Linked DNA regions of Hordeum vulgare: region 1 is linked to region 2. Evidence: chromatin contacts called from public Hi-C data. All regions are on one chromosome and are shown on one strand. Each heading gives the region's core, a stretch centred on a gene start, on an enhancer-like site or on the middle of the called end of the contact. The rest is flanking DNA. Distances are from core to core; before and after follow the strand shown.

Region 1 (7,063 bases), core at 1,724-4,223, 300 kb before region 2:
ACGATGATCTCGGCCTTCTTGATCCAGCAAGAGAGACGGAGAGGTAGAAGAGTTCTCCGGCAGCGTGACGGCGCTCCGGAGGTTGGTGATGACCTTGTCTCAGCAGGGCTCCGCCCGAGCTCCGCAGAAACGCGATCTAGAGGAAAAACCGTGGAGGTATGTGGTCGGGCTGCCGTGGGAAAGTCGTCTCAAATCAGCACTAAAACCTCCGTATATATAGGTGGGAGGGAGGGGGCCTTGCCTTGGGGCTCAAGGAGCCCCAAGGGGGTCGGCCGAGTCCAAGGGGGGAGGACTCCCCCCCCCAAACCGAGTTGGACTTGGTTTGGTGGGAGGAGTCCCCCTTCCTTCCCACCTCCTTCCTTTTTTTTTCTCTTTCTCTTTGATTTTTATCTCTATGGCGCATAGGGCACTTGTGGGCTGTCCCACCAGCCCACTAAGGGCTGGTGTGCCTCCCCCAAGGCCTATGGGCTTCCCCGGGGTGGGTTGCACCCCCCCCCCCCGGTGAACCCCCGGAACCCATTCGTCATTCCCGGTAACTCCGAAAACCTTCCGGTAATCAAATGAGGTCATCCTATATATCAATCTTCGTTTCCGGACCATTTCGGAAACCCCCGTGACGTCCGTGATCTCATCCGGGACTCCGAACAACATTCGTTAACCAACCATATAACTCTAGTACGCATAAAACAACGTCCAACCTTAAGTGTGCAGACCCTGCGGGTTCGAGAACTATGTAGACATGACCCGAGAGACTCCTCGGTCAATATCCAATAGCGGGACCTGGATGCCCATATTGGATCCTACATATTCTACGAAGATCTTATCGTTTGAACCTCAGTGCCAAGGATTCATATAATCCCGTATGTCATTCCCTTTGTCCTTCGGTATGTTACTTGCCCGAGATTCGATCGTCACTATCCGCATACCTATTTCAATCTCGTTTATCGGCAAGTCTCTTTACTCGTTCTGTAATACAAGATCCCGCAACTTACACTAAGTCACATTGCTTGCAAGGCTTGTGCGTGATGTTGTATTACCGAGTGGGCCCCGAGATACCTCTCCGTCACACGGAGTGACAAATCCCAGCCTTGATCCATACTAACTCAACTAACACCTTCGGAGATACCTGTAGAGCATCTTTATAGTCACCCAGTTACGTTGCGACGTTTGATACACACAAAGCATTCCTCCGGTGTCAGTGAGTTATATGATCTCATGGTCATAGGAATAAATACTTGACACGCAGAAAACAGTAGCAACAAAATGACACGATCAACATGCTACGTCTATTAGTTTGGGTCTAGTCCATCACGTGATTCTCCTAATGACGTGATCCAGTTATCAAGCAACAACACCTTGTTTATAATCAGAAGACACTGACTATCTTTGATCAACTGGCTAGCCAACTAGAGGCTTGCTAGGGACGGTGTTTTGTCTATGTATCCACACATGTAAATGAGTCTTCATTCAATACAATTATAGCATGGATAATAAACGATTATCTTGATACAGGAATTATAATAATAACTATATTCATTATTGCCTCTAGGGCATAATTCCAACACATTAGTCCCGGTTTCATTTCGGTCAGGGACTAATGTGATCATTAATTAGTTCCGGTTCAAATGCCTAGGAGCGGTCGGGGGCTCGGGCATCTTTAATCTCGGTTCATTTTATACATGTAGTCCCGGTTTGTGATACATACCGGGACTAAAGGTATGATGGCAGGCTAGCGTTAGGCTGGGGCCCCACGAGCCCATTTCGTCTCGGTTTGTATCACAAACCGGGACTAGAGATAGCCATTTAGTCCCGCGACATAGCCGATCGTTGGCATGTACGACATGCTCTCTTTTGTGTGTAGCAACCTCGATCATCTCATGATGTTCGTGCCGACCTCGACTTGATCTCCCTCTCCATCGATGTCCTTGACTTGATCTTCGTCTCTGCAGCCGACATACATTCCCGTTGTCCAGACATGTGACTAGAATCGTCGGAGAGCTTGGCACATCATGTCGGTGTCGCGAGGTGGTGGAAGTTTGGGTCGTGGTTTACCATTGACATTGAGAGGTCCTTGCCAAGCTCAAGTAGTTATGCACCAACGCCGCATATGCTATTTTCCATGTGTAATGCCCTCCCGGGCATGCGTCTAGCGTGAACGAACGACCTCCTGGATGAGTAGCCAAGCCGTGTGCCACGAGACGAATGGCCTCCTAGGTGACTTTCATTTAATTTTCCTTTTCGTTGAGAGAATAAAGTTGCATCTCTTTAGTAAGCAACAATGAACGGTGGTTTAGTTAATCAGCTCGCGAGTGCATTACGCCAACCTCAAGGTCTGCTAGTTCGACTCACATTGCACGTCAATATTAGTCATTTTCTTGTCTCCCCCACTAACAAGTGGGTCCCACGTGTATGGAGAGTTGGACCAGTTGATGTGGCATGTCTGGTGGGCTGCTGAATACGCAAATTGTATGTGCAATCATATCTTAGGACTGGTGCTCCATGTTTGGAGACGGTATTGAGTCGATATCCTCAAGTATAAGGATTGCATTGATACACTTTGTGAATTTAAGGACTGTTTTGGTCCTAGCCAACGAGTTTAGGAGGCAACAGTGCATTTTACTCGTGAAAAAGGAGATGACTTAAAAAATTCAAACCATAAGAAATAAGCACAAAATAGCCAACTCATCCCTTCGTGCAAGCGTGGGAAGAAATTCAACAAAGGTTTTCTACTTTCGACAACTTGTCGCCACCGTCGGACGATTTTTATTTTTTTGACAACAACCATCAGAAAATTTCTTCACACGTTTTTTTTTTTTTGAGCAAATTTCTTCACACGTTTGATTTCTGTATGAGCCACCAAATCTAAAGTGCTATAGAGGAGGCGGATAAGCCCAGGCTCAAACAGAAAGCGCGGCCCAGCCCAGCCCGACTAGTCCCATACTCCCATTCCCCCACCCCCGGTCCTCTGACTGCCGCCGACGGACGACGATGGCGTCCGTCCCCGAGACGCGGCCGGCGCCGCTCGCCGCCTTCGCGTCGCTCCTCTCCGCGCGCCGCTTCGGCGCGGCGAAGTCGATGCTCCCGTTGCTCCTTACCCCGACCCTCCTCGCGGTCCCCTTCGCCGACCTGGCGGCCGGCTCCCTCCCGCGCGCCGCGCCGCGGCACGCCGTCGCGTCCTTCCACGACATGCTCTTCCGCGCGTACGCGGACGCGGGCGCCCCCGACCGCGCGGCCGAGGCGCTCGACCTCACCGTCTCGCGCCTCGGCAGCCTCGACCCGCGCTCGCTCACCTCGTCGCTGCTCTCGCTCCGCCGGACCGGCCATCTGCTCCCCGCCGCCGAGCTCCTCAGGAAGGCGCTCGCTTCCTGCCCGGGCTGCATCACGCCTCTCTCGGCCTCGGTCGTCGTCGACGGCTTCTGCAAGGCCGGCCGCATGGACGACGCCCGCCGCCTGCTCGACGAAATGCCAAGGCACGGCGTGAAGCTCAACGCGTGCTGCTATAACCCGCTGCTGGACACCTACACGCGCCAGAAGAACGATGCACGGGTCGCGGAGGTGCTGAAGGAGATGGAGAGTGGAGGCGTGGAGCCGACGGTCGGGACGTACACGATCCTTGTCGATGGTTTGTCGACGGCCGGGGATATCAGCAAGGTGGAGTCCGTGTTTGATGAGATCAAGAGGAAGAATGTCGCGGGCGATGTCTACTTCTACAGTGCGGTTATCAATGCGTATTGCCGGGCTGGGAATGTGCGGAGGGCGTCTGAGGTGTTCGATGAATGCGTTGGCAATGGCATCGAGCCGAATGAGCGTACATATGGAGCGTTGATCAATGGGTTCTGTAAGATTGGGCAGATAGAGGCTGCTGAGATGTTGCTGACAGATATGCAGTTGAGAGGAGTAGGGCATAACCAAATCATTTTCAATACGATGATTGACGGGTATTGTCGCCATGGCATGGTGGACAAGGCCCTGGAAATTAAGGCGGTCATGGAGAGGATGGGCATCCAGTTGGATGTCTATACATACAACACGCTTGCGTGTGGGCTCTGCAGGGTGAATAGAATGGAAGATGCCAAGAAGCTACTGCATATCATGACAGAGAATGGAGTCGAGTCAAACTATGTCAGCTACACCACGTTGATCAGCATCCATTCCAAGGAGGGTGACATGGTAGAGGCAAGAAGGTTGTTCCGAGATATGGAAGGTAAGGGGTCAAGACCGAGTGTTGTAACCTACAATGTCATGATTGATGGGTACATCAAGAGTGGGAGCATACGCGAAGCCGAGCGGTTCAAAAAGGAGATGGAGAAGAAAGGGCTTGTTCCAGATGTATACACTTACGCCGCACTAGTTCATGGGCACTGTGTCAATGGGAAGGTGGATGTGGCACTCCGGTTGTTTGAAGAGATGAAGCAGAGGGGTGCTAAACCTAACGTCGTGGCGTACACAGCTCTTATATCAGGTCTAGCAAAGGAAGGGAGATCAGAGGAGGCCTTCCAGTTTTATGACAATATGTTGGCAGCTGGATTGACTCCAGATGATACTCTATATTCTATGCTTGTTGGGAGTCTTCATACAGATAAAAGAAAAGATGAAATCCCATGAAGAATGTAAGATTTGTCAGGCTTATTGTTGTTAACAGATGATATCATAAGGGAATTTACCGAATCCTTTCTCACATGCATCACTGTAAATACCTAGGCTGGTAGTGCCGTCACCATGTCCATGGCTGATGTGTGACCGAGATCCGGCGTCGCTACCAGGTCGAGGCAGGACTGCTGAAAGGCTGACACCAACACTGATTTGGTGCTGTACCAGTCCCATGTCACCGAATACCTCCACATGGAGGTCGACATCATGTAAGGTGAGGGCTTGGTTTTACCTTGTTGACTTATCTGAATGGATAGAAACCTATTGGCGTATTATTTTGTTCAGGGTTTCAGGCCTATGCATTTTGAAGTATCGAATGCTTAATTGTTATGAGATGAGGGGGTTTGCCTATTTTGGAGCATTTCAATGCTATTTTTTTCGTTACTTCTGAGTGCCTTGAATTTGGGTATTCGGCACCTGTATCAGATTATTTGCCGAATAGATGAAATGTTAAGTTTGATTTTGAAATTGAATTAGTTTATAAACCTGAAAACTGAGGATCAAAACATGATGGGCTGAAGTGAGCAAGTGTATACATCATTTATAGCACCACCACCATATAAATGCCCGCCAGTCTTCAGTTTGGCAGTCTTCCAATGCGTTGACTTACTTTGACTGTCAAATTTTGGACATGTTGGCTTCAGTTTCTTCCTCTGGCATACAATCTTTAACATACTCTGGAGGTTGTTGTTTTCACTTGAAGTTAGCCAAGCGCCAGAGCCTTTGGATGTCGGTAATGACTATTATGGTCTTTCTGTTAGTTCTTGACAGGCATTGGAAGTTAGAACCTCTTTAAACTGTAACTATCCTAGTTTATTTGGTAATCATGAATGGTAGAATCTTCAGAGTTTTTGGCCTAGGATTAGTGGTCTGCTGTTCTTGCAAAGCTGTTTCCTTTCGGCCAGGAACTTGATATGCTTAGTGGCCTGATTATAGACAACTAGATGTACTACTGAATTACAAATTTATGTCACAAGATTTTTGTTTTGAACTTTTGATCCACCACTTTCTTGTAATCACAGCATGTGGTCGCAGTTAGGTTGGCATGGTAAGTTGTAAACACCAATAGGCTGCTGCCATCATGAAATTCTTCTTCCACATTGTACTAGCATTAGCCAAAGCAGAAGCTATCAAGTTGGCTTAATCATGCAGTCGATGCATAACTTTCGTTTGCTTATAATGGCACATCTATGATACACATTGTTTGAACCATGTGATTCTGATTTTACAGCTTTATGCTTGCAGGTCTGGTTTGGCTACAGTACAGTCGTTACTGAAAGATTTGTGTTCTCTGTTCTTGCCAAATCGCAATCAATTTAAAGTTCTACCACCATTCTGGATTGTGCAACTTTTACATGGCGCAAGGTAAGGGCGGAAACGACGCGAGAAGCGGAGATCTGGTCTATACTAATACTATCCTAGCTGAAAACTTCTGTTCTCAGGATGTTCTGTGGTCAACTTGTTATGCTATTGCAGCATTACTTAATGCCCACTGCGGATTGCGCCGTGAGCTTCTTATTATGCTTGTAATACCATACTAGATTGTTTAGTTTCTCTGGAAGAAAATGGATGTGTAAAATCGGCAACCAAAGGATTTGATTCAGAGTATTTACGGAACCATTTCTCTAATTCAAGTAGCTTTCAAAATACAAGGTATATAGATCTGGGACAAGATATTCAATTATTGTCCATGACTCCATGTTATAATGTTTCACTCTTACAGGGTCTTGAAACCTCTGCACTCCAGTTTGCTGATACCGACATAGTGGTAGTATGTGGCAAGCAAGCGCGATGTGCAAGCCAGTTCATATACATATCTACCCCTCCTGACCTAATGTGCTAGTACTATGTATTTGCCTAATTTTCTGGGTGGTCCAGATGACTAAGTTGAGCATCCACCTGCACAAGTTCTGTTTGAATCAGGGATCGCAAATTTTTCATGCTTTCACCGCAGTTTGTTGTTCCGTCTTTTCATCATCAGTCTTGAGTACTTGGTCTTCTTGTGTCTGCCCTGTTTGCTCCGTTTTCGAGCCCGCCTTCTCTTCCTGGAGGGCAGACCTGATCTCTTTGATGTCCTTGAAGCAACAAATAACACAATGTGAGCTTGAAATGTTTCAAGGAAACACAGAGAGCCAGACGGCAGTAAAAAGGTGGACAGAAAGAGGACACACGGATCTCAGGTGCTGCACTTCAGAAGCAAGTCCCTCCTTCACCTCCACAAGCTCCTATATAGGTAACTTATTAACCGTCAGCACAATGAAATCATGAGCATGTACAATACCAACTAAGTTTAACACGAAAGCATATCCCGTTTTGAATCTAGTGTTTTCGATTTTGTATCGTAAACGTTGATATATTTTTCTATAAACCTGGCCAAAATTTTAAAACCTATTGACTTAAAACCAACCTAATA
Region 2 (6,756 bases), core at 2,676-5,175:
TCAAATATTAACATAATAAAAACAGGTTAGACATATTTTAGTAAAAAAAACATGTAACTAAAAAAACAGAAAAAAAAACTAAATGAACAAGAAAAAAAGCAGAGGTAAAAATAGGAAGGAAGAAAGAAGAATAAATGTCAGGAAAAGACCCAGAAAGAAAGGATAGAAACATGACAGGGACAAGAATGAGAAAACAACAATGTTAAGAAAACATAGTGAAAATGTTTAATGAGTATTTTAAAATTATCAACTAATTAAAGAGTGGTACATATTTTTAAAAAATATTTGACTAGATAAAAGAGTGTTCGTATGACTAGGCTTAGAAATAAATGATAAATATTTTGGGGGAAATACAGTGAATATTTTTTAAAGACATGATGAATATTTCGTAATTACGCGATGTAAATTTTTAAAAATAAACAATGAATGTATTTGCTTTCATTAAAATATTATTTTAAAAGACATAACGATCCTTCTTTCAAAATTCGATGACATTTCTTCAATAAAAATTGATATGTTTTCAAAAGTTTGCGATCAACATTGAGACAATGGAGATTGTACCATTTAAATATCATCATTAGCAATTTTTTAACATGTGGCAATTTTCAATACACAAAAGGAGCATAGTTTAAAACACAGTAAACATGTTTCTTACATTTGTACTTGTTCTGAAATATGTGATGAGCAAAATGGCCCTTTTGTAGAAACATAAGTCCAATTTTTAAATGCATGCTGAATATAATTTTAAGTATGAGATGTACATTCACGATGAACCTTTTTTATAGACACTATGACTACTTTTCTAAACACGGCGACCATTTTGAAAATACAAATGAGAAAGTTCCAAAATAAGACAAACAATTTTTGAAAAGACGATGCATTTTTTTTCCTTCAATGCATGATGAAAACTAAGGACCATGATATAAAAAATGAACAAAGAGGAAACAATTAGTATAACAATGAAATAAAAATAGAACAAAGAACAAAGAAAAAGGATATTGTATTTAAAGTAAAACAACTGCGGAAAATTGTAAATTTCGTATAATAACAAGATTGTTAAACGTGTTATACAAAAAATCATGTAATTAAACAGAAAATAAACTAAAAGGAAATAAAAGGAAAACAAGCAGAAAAAAAATATAAGTGAAGCCAATAAAAATAGAGGAAAGACTAAAAAATGGATTGGAAATCTAACTGAACAAAAAATGTTGAAATTGTTCCTGTTTGTGTCGCTACGGGGATGGTGCATGTTCATCGACCTCTCCGTGAGGTGAATGTATCTAGATAGAGAGATAAACTGAAGAGGAATACTTAACAATACGGCGAAAGATTTACACAAACACCTATCCCGAGCATACGCAAGGGATCCGTAGACAGGCAAGTGAAATATAATTCACGAATTAATTAGATCCATGAACGGCATCGTTGTGGTAAAGATCATAATTCTAGAGAAACTATTACTGCAAGGCATAGAGGGGGGTCATAAGCGCCTATACCGTAAAATAGATTTTCGATGGAAACAAAAGGACATACCTGGTAGAATTGTAACCATAGAATACAACCCTAATCGAAATACATACATTTGTCTCATGCACTATGGGGATGGTGAGAAGTGCACCCATATTTGCAGCGCTATGGGCGCATCACATGCCATAGCATATTCTAAATTATTTGAAAACATCTGAAACACAATCTAACACATTGGTATAACATAAATATATTTTATCATATATTTTCACATCAAAATTTGAAAGATTGCTCGAGATACAAAAATGACAAATTTAACATCAGTGTGATAATGGGCAAATCTAAAGCCTAACTTAAATTACGTACTATTCAGTGTGACCTGTCATTTTTGTTTTACGAGCTATGTTTCAGATTTTCATTTGATTTTTTACAACATATATCGATGTTGTGTCAATGTGCTAAAAGAAATCAAATTTAGAATGGATGCATCAGATATTCTCGGTGTGGGCGAGCGCTAAACTAACAGTCTACAGTGTGCTATAAATAGCATTTCGGGTTCTTTTGCCTCCAGACCCATCCCAGTTCCCTCCAATGACTTACCGTGGAGCCCCTTGTTTTTAATTGCGGGTCTTCACATCACACATTAAGTTTCATTCGTAAGAACGTTTTCGACTCGCTCATTTTTGCTCATGGGCGATTGGAGGCCCAAACACTACCTCCTACTGACTTGTCTCGAAAAGAAAAAAAGCACCTTCTATCTGACCTGACTCGGTGTGCTGGTGTTCTCCCTATACTAGGTCCATTATATAATAATATTAGTATTATTTTTTAAATTGGATGAAGTTTCTACAAAGCCTGAAGGCTAACTTCTTTATCTTTCAACAACTAATTAGTACCCCCTCTATTTCAAAATAAGTGTCACTCATCTAGTATAAAATTTGTCCTGATTTAATACTAAATCTGCGACATTTTTTGGCACGGAGGGAGTATAAATTACTAACGCATCGGCTATATGGGTTTGAACAATGAATTTGAAGATAACCTAGTATTTAAATATGATTAAGGCCCTATGCCAGACAAGCGCATCTGGTGTAGTGGTATCATAGTACCCTCCCACGGTACTGACCAGGGTTCGATTCCCTGGATGCGCATTTTTTTTTCTCGTTTTTTTTCCATTGCTCCTTTGTATATAATCAAAAACAAAATTAACCTATGTGTGCGCCAACCAGCTTGGTTTGAATATGTGCTTAGAATTATTTAGTTGCAACAACATGAATATTTCTCGGTTCTTTTTTTAAAAGTTAATATTTCTCGGTTCTTTTTTTAAAAGTTAATATTTCTCGGTTCTATGCACTAATTTAACTTACGATGATAACTTCTTTAGGTGTTATGATTGACGAATCATGGCGAAATCAGAAGAAGAAGAAAATGTGTGTTTTCCCAACTGATCTCGACTTTGCCTAAGCAGCTTGCGTGAAACTGAAAGATTTTTTATTTTATTTTTTTTGCGGGGATTGCCTGAAAGATCCTAACTAATGAATGTTTGCGTGCTGGATGTGACAGGATATATGCAGGTTTCCACTAGTGCAATTACAGGTGAAAAACAGGATTCCACTTGATGATAAAATTACAGAGACGATGACTTCACAGCCGAAACACTTGTGCAGTTTGGACATCTAGGTACAGCCTGACTGACATACATCAGCACTCGCCATATCGACCAGCTTCACCATTTCCAGAAGACGTTGGACCCGCACTTGAACTTCTCCTTCCCCTCGCACTCGATCTCGAGGTCGTCGGTGATGAACGGGACTTTCTGCAGCCACGCAAGAAGGCACCCATGCATGATCGTCAGCCAGAGCCTAACTAAGAGCTCGTCCGAGCCGGCCATGGAGAGAAATGGATGTTGAGAGTTACCTTCTGCTTGGCGAGGTCCTGGCAGCCGGTGAAGTTGTAGGGGAACTTGCAGCTGCCGAACTGGACGGTGTAGGCGCGCGCGAAGTTGGCGCCGCTCGTCGCCGCCCTCTTCTTGTCGTTCAGCTCCTGATCATCGCCGCCGCAAGAACCATAAAAAAAACTCCGGTGAGAGAACGAGCACGGGCGATCGATCCACTTATACAGGGAAGGAGGAGAGAAGGAAGCGGACCTTGTTGAGCTTGCTCTTCTCGAGGTACTCGTCGAAGACGCTTGCCCTGGCGGAGGCGGCGGAGGCGGCGGTGGCGGCGAAGACGGCCGCCAGGCCGAGAAGCGCCGACCGCCGGTCCTTGGCCGGGGCGACCTGCACGCGCTTTGCCGCCGCGGGCGAGGCCGACTGCGGCACCGCCGCGGCGGGCTTGAGGCCGACAACGCTGGTGTTCACGCCGGCCATGATCCTCCCGAGGTCTTCTTGGAATAATCTGGTGTGTGCGCGCGCGTGTGTGGTGGCCTCGGGGGATGGGGGGTGATGGTTTTGTTTTTGATCGTGGAGGATGCTGTGGAGGGAAACTGGGGTTTGCGGTGGGCGTGTGGATAGGGTGAGGCTTGCTTCGTTTCCATTGGCTGGCCTCGGCGCCACGGTGGCTCCCATTATCCGAATGGGATGGGGCCCATGCGACACGTGCCGGGATCTTCTTGGCCTTGGCCTGACTGCATCACTAGATTTTCAACGCTTGAGCTCTCACGAAACAGCTCATTTGATTTTTTTTATTTTATTTTTTTTGAAAAAGAGGAACTTAGACCCCGGCTTCCGCATCAATCGATGCATGCAGCCATCAACAACTCATTTGATCTGCGTACCATAGTAGCTCTATTCGAAATTACATGGCGTTTTTAAAGGTCTGTAGTGATACTTGGTGTCTCCGACCACTAATTAGAATTTTTAGATTAATTTGAACCATAGGACAGTTGTGCCCCTTTAAGTAATACTACCTCTGTTCCCTGATATCAGGTGTATAGGTTTTTTTTTTTAAATCCGAAATATAAAGTGTATTGCATTGCGGCACTCGTTTGGATATTGGTTTTAGAAATTACATGGCGTTTCTAAAGGTTTGTAGTGAAACTTCATATCTCCGACCACTAATTAGAATTTTTAGATAAATTTGAACCATAGGACAGTGGTCCCCTTTATATTAAGTAATATAATAAAGGATCCCTTTTTGAAAAAATAGGCCAGTTGTGCACTGGATTTTAGAGTACAGACGTATAATAGACGTAATCAAGGTCTGAAACACAACAAAGCGCATCTGGTGTAGTGGTATCATAGTACCCTCCCACGGTACTGACCAGGGTTCGATTCCCTGGATGCGCAATTTTTCCTGACATATTTTTTGTTTTTCCATTCTTATTGAATGACAAAAGTTAATCTCCTTGTGCTAACCTAAACTTGGAATTCTAATTGTATGTTTTATCAGTGAAGATCAAATCTGCTGGCAATCTATCCAATCATCTGTTTTGTCCTGATAATGGCGAGCCATGTCACCCCATTAAAAGTGATGAAACCAGGGGCATTCATGAGCAGGTTAGCTTGCTGGTAAGTAATTTATCGATCAGACATAACAACAATTAGGGCTCCAAGAGGAAATGTATCCATTATCATAATCCTTACTTCACATTTCACGCGATACAATGCAGTAGCTTCCTGATAAGCTACAGCATGATAAAATTTATAGCCATCAGACATCTGCTTTACCACTCTGCTACAATCAGACATCCGCTTTTCCTTGCCCTTTATGAAGACTGCAGAATACAGAATGGTCGACGAACTGCACACTGATTGCAAGCACAGATGATCGGTGATCACAACCATGGAGGGAACACATCTTTCAGCACCACAGTCAAACATCACCTGCAAGCACGAATGCTGTAAATCGGAATCACAAGAGGCAAACCAAGTGCGTCATACAAATGACATGCTCAGGGCATGAAAGAAATATCTATAGACCGCATAACTAGCGATTGATTGTCAGAGGATGATGTCACCGAAACAATCAAACGGCATGGACAACGGGGAAAGCGAGCAAGCAGTTTATTTTCTGCTCGAGTACCAATACTACTATAACTGCAGAAGCAGGATTTCATAATCGATAAGTGGGTTAGGCCAATCTAACAGCAAACACATGCAACAGTGAGTTACAGGGAAATAATAAACCAATCGTAGACTGAGTATATATCAGAACTAAACCTTCAACCCAATCTTAGTCCGGTGTACTAAGCGTTTCTATGTTCATGATGGAAAAGCTCTACGTTCAGTGCAAACAGCACAGAGGTCATGCTGCGCCTTAAGTTTCTACCAGTCACGACAACAAATGATCAGGGCAGTTATTGTTTAAGGGCATTCTAACTTCACATTTAGTGAAGACCACAAAGTGAAAACATTATGTACAGTACCTCCGTCCAGAAATACTTGTCCAAGAAATGAATGTATCTACATGTATTTTAGCTCTAGATACATCCATTTTTATCTATTTATGCAACAAGTAACTCCGGGCGGAGGGGGTACATCCGAAGGCTCACTAATCTCATTTGAAAACATCTACACTTCTGAAGTAGTAGTTCGCACAGCAATATTACAGAGAACCTGGTAAGTCAAAGAATGTGCACCAGAGGTGGGAACAAATAGTCCAGGTAAGTCAAATACATCACCGCAAGACGCACAAAGACAACCCTTGATCAAAGTGCCAAATTTCTATTAGCCTAAGTGATGCAACATACTTCTTCAATTAACCAATTCATCTATGTATAAATCAGCTATATGGTTTATTAACAACATGACCAGCACCGTCTAACAACTAATAACCCAATGGAACAATTCAATCCCAGAAACTACTTTGCTTGATTCATTCCACACAATTCAGTAAGTAATATGATCCAAAAATTCCATTTAATGCACTCACAGGTGAAAAAAGACCAATTATCGCCAAAAATTGCAACCGTCTCATCCATACTCAATTTATCATCCAGTACATTCATATGCCATATGCAGGAATTCTCCAACAAGATAGTAAGACATTGGGTCCCTAAATCCACGCATATGGTCCAATCAGTTAACACAAGAACAACCAGGCCTCGACCCTCACCTCACATGAGCTCCTCCTCCTTGCGGAGGTACTCGCCGGCGTCGGACTGGTGGAGCACCACCACAGCGTTGGTGTCGGCCTTCCTGCAGTCCTGCGCGCCCCTGGCGGCGACCCCAAACCCGAGGGGCACGTCGGCCATGGACATGACGACGACGCCGTCGCCGGACTTGGTGTTCTCGGTGATGCGCGCGAGCGCGGACTTGGGCACGGAGTTGCCGAAGAGGAACGAGCGCTC

Evidence for each region. A called contact is a pair of places that touch in the nucleus more often than the background predicts.
Region 1: a contact with region 2 is called in a Hi-C map of seedling, with 3 times the contacts expected there. The contact joins the promoter of LOC123424776 here to the promoter of LOC123424775 in region 2. A contact is called at or near these places in 2 of 6 Hi-C or Micro-C datasets (leaf and seedling).

The regions. Positions count from the first base shown.
Region 1 is chr2H:45,305,025-45,312,087 of MorexV3_pseudomolecules_assembly, reverse strand. It overlaps LOC123424776 (pentatricopeptide repeat-containing protein At2g32630-like), which reads left to right and starts at 2,973. Exons shown (of 3, transcript XM_045108467.1): 1 at 2,973-4,610; 2 at 4,702-4,864; 3 at 5,896-6,279. The coding sequence starts at 2,989. The coding sequence ends at 4,605. It overlaps LOC123424779 (actin cytoskeleton-regulatory complex protein pan1-like), which reads right to left. Exons shown (of 6, transcript XM_045108468.1): 5 at 6,822-6,875; 6 at 6,315-6,725. The coding sequence ends at 6,588.
Region 2 is chr2H:45,008,567-45,015,322 of MorexV3_pseudomolecules_assembly, reverse strand. It overlaps LOC123424775 (photosystem I reaction center subunit N, chloroplastic), which reads right to left and starts at 3,925. Exons shown (of 3, transcript XM_045108465.1): 1 at 3,614-3,925; 2 at 3,385-3,510; 3 at 3,025-3,283. The coding sequence starts at 3,835. The coding sequence ends at 3,194. It overlaps LOC123424774 (60S ribosome subunit biogenesis protein NIP7 homolog), which reads right to left. Exons shown (of 2, transcript XM_045108464.1): 1 at 6,522-6,756; 2 at 5,008-5,305. The coding sequence ends at 6,523. It overlaps TRNAG-CCC (a tRNA gene), which reads left to right and starts at 4,683; the gene lies at 4,683-4,753. It overlaps TRNAG-CCC (a tRNA gene), which reads left to right and starts at 2,548; the gene lies at 2,548-2,618.